Regions from separate parts of the Gossypium hirsutum genome. Here region 2 is linked to region 1. A link is a contact called in public Hi-C data. All regions are on one chromosome and are shown on one strand. Each heading gives the region's core, a stretch centred on a gene start, on an enhancer-like site or on the middle of the called end of the contact. The rest is flanking DNA. Distances are from core to core; before and after follow the strand shown. Region 1 holds the start of LOC107950736. Region 2 has its middle 27 kb from the start of LOC107950734.

Evidence for each region. Hi-C and Micro-C count contacts between places; a contact is called where the count stands out from the background.
Region 2: a Hi-C map of leaf shows a contact between it and region 1, with 4 times the contacts expected there. The contact joins the enhancer-like site here to the promoter of LOC107950736 in region 1. A contact is called at or near these places in 4 of 34 Hi-C or Micro-C datasets (leaf and petal).

The regions. Positions count from the first base shown.
Region 1 is chrD03:32,446,248-32,448,870 of Gossypium_hirsutum_v2.1, forward strand. It overlaps LOC107950736, which reads right to left and starts at 1,338. Exons shown (of 4, transcript XM_016885666.2): 1 at 1,330-1,338; 2 at 1,019-1,069; 3 at 593-850. The coding sequence starts at 1,338.
Region 2 is chrD03:32,521,217-32,523,839 of Gossypium_hirsutum_v2.1, forward strand. No RefSeq gene overlaps it. Among protein-coding and RNA genes, the nearest start is that of LOC107950734, 27 kb to the left of the region's middle. Within about 2 kb of position 1,310, at least 5 of the 9 cell types and tissues checked have an H3K27ac peak or open chromatin away from gene starts, as enhancers often do. A contact at or near this core is called in leaf, where this site is marked.

The DNA.
Region 1 (2,623 bases), core at 88-2,587:
GCACACATACAACTTTCTGATACTATGGTTATCAATCCTCATTTATTGCAAGAAATCATTTTAAAACTAAAATTAACAGAAAACAAATTTTAAATTAACAGAAAACATAGTTAACATTTCTCAGCATAAAGCCTCCATCTTTTGTGCAAACAAATTTTAAATTAACAAAAACCAATACATGAACTCCAACAAATTTCAAGAAATGCAAATAAACAGAACTCAACTAGTTGAAATCACAAGCCATTCGGAAAACAATAGAATCAGACAAACATGCAATAGAATAAACAAATAATAGAATCACATTGAAAAAAATTTCATCTGTTCAATCGAACATGCAATACAAAGAAAAGCCGAATGGAAAACGCTAGAAACGAATCAAAATTAGGGGAACAAAAACAAATATTCCAGATTACAGCAAAAGCAAAACTAAATCGATTTTACAGAAAAAAAAAAGAAAATAAAAACAGGGAAAGAGTGTGAGCATGAAAAACAGGGAAAGAGTGCGAGCATTTTTTGTTGTTGATAAAACGGAGAAAAGAAAAGAAACGTACCAGAAGAAGAAGCAGAAATCGATGGAAGGGAAGAAAATTACCTTGCAATATGGAAGGGAAACGTTGGAGAGGATGATGGACAAAAAACGGAAAAGAAAATGAGAATTGGGGGGAATCCCTATTCGGCGCTTTCTGTGGGGAATGGCTATTATAGCCAATGGGGGTAATAGGGGCGGAAGGGAATCGGGGTGTAATGTTATTACACCCAACCAAACGCCCGTTTGGTGGTGGGCCCAGGGAATTGGGGGGGGAATGCATACTGATTCCCCCAACCAAACATGCCCTAAGTAAACACTTGCCTACAAATTTGTTATTTTATTTTTTAAAAATTTCACCTATACCATTCAAATAAATTATCAACTATAAATGATGAAATGAAGACTACTACTTATTCAATTTATAAATAAAAAATTGCAGGAGCCATCGTGTAAGTAAACATTGCATGTGTTCAAGATTAATACACATACATTGTCAAAAGGTCTCTCTCCAATCCCTGCTTTCAGGCTTGTGTAGGAATTCTATTAACAGGACAATTCATAGTATCATTTTCATCCAATACATCCAACATGATAAATGAAATTATTAATCACTTTCATTCTCATTTTATATAATAGTATTTGTATCAACTATTAGTGTATGGAACGATGACTTGACTCTTAACTCTTTACAATTGATTTTCCGACTAAATTAAATTAAGAAATAAATACAGAAGTTAAATACTTTTAAAACTCATTTACAAATAAAAAAAATTAATCTTGATAATTCACTTAAACTTGACCTCGGTCATTATGGTTCCACAATCTAATTAGCATGATAGATAGAACCATAAAATTAGACCCTTTTGATTCTATTACACCTATTCTAAATATAAGTAAGATGGTGTATTTTCAAGATAAAAGAGTGATCAATGATTGGGTTCCAGTAACATGTCCATAAAGCCAATAAAAAAAAATGTTTTTAGGCCTGAGTTTAAACTATCAAATCACTCCTACATTTGAGTTTAATTTGTTAATCTTAAGGAAAATATTGTTCCTCCAAAAAATGATGTTCTTGATAGCACCAGATTAAACTACATGTTTAAAAGGATTTAAAATTATGTCAAGTCAATATTACTCGATCCTTCAATATACAAAGATATATAAATCTTGTTTTATTGCCAATTTCAGTTTAAATGAAGAAAAAAAATTTTCTTCACCCTATCATCAAATCTTGTCAAGATATTTTGAAAATAATTTTTAGAAACAAATCAAATTTCACGACTTGCCTACTTTCTATGCTCAACAAAAGTTGTGACATGACCAAGTCATGAATGGGCATTTGTAGAAGAAAATTTTTTAAACCAATTAAAACTTTATTAAGTGTCATTATTTATTATATCTAACTAAATTAAATTAAATCAATTAAGCCATAAATAAATAGGTCAAATCATTTTAGAACTCTTTTATAAAGAAATCATATTCTTCAAGGATTAATTTATCTTAATTAATTTAAATTAATACGAGAATAATAATAAATAAAAGAGTTTAATCAATGCAAATAATTCAAATAAAGAAACTATAGAAATAATAACTCTCTTCTACTTAGTTGACTAACACTATGGAAGGGGATCGCCTCCAAGCCATTTAACACAACTTCATAAATTCAGAAGTCTAAAAGTAAAAAATATGAAACTTGAAGATAAAATTCTTTAAGACTAAAAATTCTTTTCAAAATCCAAATAAATCTTTGAAGAAATCAAAGAACTAGTAAAAATTCTAAAGAACATCACATTAGTTCTAAAGAAAATTGCTCTTCGATCTTGTCCAACCAATAAAAAGGTAGCTAAACTCGTTCTTTGAAATCAAACCTAGAAGTAACTTGAAGCATAATTATCCATTCAATATCAATTTTAGAAGATACTTAGATCAAAGCTCTCCTGATACATGCACAGATAGGGTAAAATTTATTAAATTACAATCACCAAAGCTGCCAATTTTCAAGCTTGGGAAATCAGCAGACTTGCGACAAATTTTTGGATGGGATCCTGGCATTTCTGGGTTGAGATGTCACATTCCATTTTAATATCTATCTCA
Region 2 (2,623 bases), core at 60-2,559, 75 kb after region 1:
TTAACTATGGGAAGCTTCTTATTACCCTAAACCTAAAATTAAATATATATTTACTATTCTAATTAATACCAAATAATAATATACGAATTAATATTTATTATTCAATACATTGAAAGCGTATAAAAGTTATATACTATCGATTAAAATAATTACGATATGTTATTTTATTAATGAATTAAATTCATAAATTATTATTCATCTCATTAGTGAAGTGTTACGTAAGTGATTAGGTATAGAAATAATATATGATCAATATATTAAATATAAACTCATAATATATTTGAATTTAATATTAAAATTTGAGTTTGTGTTAGAGTTGTTCATAGGCTGGGTCAGGTTAGGTTTGAATAAGGTCTAAGTATTAAAATACTTTATATTTGCTAAAGTCTAGCCCAAATTATGAGCCTAAAGTTTTACCCAAATTTGTTCATATTTGTAAAAGATTAACTAAGCCTATTTTAGGCGCACCATACTATTTTTAAAATTTTTAAAAATATGTATATTATTTTTATATAATATTTAATTATTTTATATATAATCATCTGAACATTATTTTAATGTTTACATTAGAGTACTATTATATATTTAGTATAAGTTTATTTTTTTAATGTGTTATAAATTACATCATATATAAAAATAACATAATATAAAGTATTATAAACTAGTTTTTTTCTAAACCTCTTTTTTGGGTCAAATTTTTTTTCTGAAACCCTCCCAAATTTCAGACGGATTTTTGAGCCTGATAAGTATCCCGACCCATGAACAAGTCTAGTTTATGTTTGTATTTGTAAAATAAATTGTTTAAGCCAGTACCAAATAATTTTTTTTTGTTTTTTGTTTTTAAATAAAGGAAGAAGTAGGGATGTTTAAGAGCAGTGGTAGAGTGTAATGAAGACTTAGGAGGGCCATGGCCACCATAAAACGGTAAATTTTTAATTTAGACATTTTAAAAATTATAAAAATATAAATTATTAAAATAATAAAATTATATTTTTACTATCGTAAAACTATATAATTTAATTCCAGTTCTAAAAAAAATTCAGACCCACAACTTTGATGTTAACCAAATTTTCATTTCTAACTCAAAGTGCTTTACTATTACACTACTAAAGCGCAATTAACTTTATAAAATGGAAATAGAAATATAAATATGTAAAGTTGAGACATTTTAGCTCTAAATAAATACATGATTGTTGGAATCCCCATTGAAAAAGAAATGCTTGTCTTCTCTGTAGAACCCATAATCTTAAAGAAAAGCCCATGGCTGTCGGTTCAGTGATTCTTAAAGCAAAAAGAAGCCCAGGCAATAAATCTAAAACACTCGTTCTAAGTGGACCTCATTTCATTTGTTAGAAACACATTGGTGGCATAAATATCCATATGGATGTAGCTCAATAATTGATCTTTATTTTCATTGGAAATGTATTTTAGTTTGGTTTGAGACAGCTGATCACTATATTTATCTTAGCCGACAGGTTTATTATTATTCGTTTGGTATAAACTATCTAGTCCAAGAACCAAAAGGAAGGCATCATCTCCATCATGGTATTTGTACCTTCAAAAACAAAAGAAGACTGCATTGGTTGGACCAACATTTCCAGGGCCACCATCTACTGTTTTATCCCATTTCACTAAAAACCCAGTTTGGAATATCTATAGACAGTGGAGCTGCCTGTATTGTCTGCTATTGGGACAATTTTCTTCCTTGCCTAGTCGATGCCAATTGCTGACTTTATGCAAATGAAGCATATTTCTTGTTACCCGTGATTGAGAGATTTCCTAAACTCAAATCATATTTCCATACTCGCTATCTATCTAAATATGTATTTAGTATAAGGTGTTCTAGCTAGTATGAATTTATCGTATAGATTTATTTATGGATGATAGTTGACTGGGGTGAGAACAGATGTTATTAAACCTACCATTACTTTATATTTGTTATACTTTGCGCTACTATTTGTTCCACCAAGGGTATAGACAAGGACCTATAGTGGTTTTAGCCCTCTAACAATGATAAATATATCCTTTAGCTCTAGGCCTGGCCTTCGGGGTAGTTTAGGAATGCAATCACCGAAGGCTTACGGCTGGAAGGGCTCAAAAAAGAAAAAAAAAATTTCAACTTTTAACGTAGAAAACAATTCAACTTTTGTAAAATTTTTGATCGACACTTCATTACAAGAAAAATAAAATAAAATAAAAGGGGCCCTAATTTATTTTATTTTATTGTTTTACATTTATAATTATTTTAAAAAGGGGTCTCAAATTATTATTTTATCTAGGGCTCAAAAATGTAAAAAACGGACCAACTTAGCCCCCTTCAAAGTTTATGAAATTATAAGTTAATATTATAGTAAAATTACATTTTGGCTCCCAAAAATTCATTATTTGTCTCTGGTCTCTTCCTATAACAATTTTCTGGCTTCCCTTATGCACTATTATCAATCTCTGTAGATATTAGATACATTTATCCCATCTCACCTCACCTCACTTCAGTTGGATTTTTAGCTAATTACTTCTAATATTTTCAATCTTTTTAAACCCAAGTATTTAAATATAACTCTTTTTAAAAATAAAATTTGGTCATATTTACCCATTTATTAGCTATATGCATAATGTAAAATGA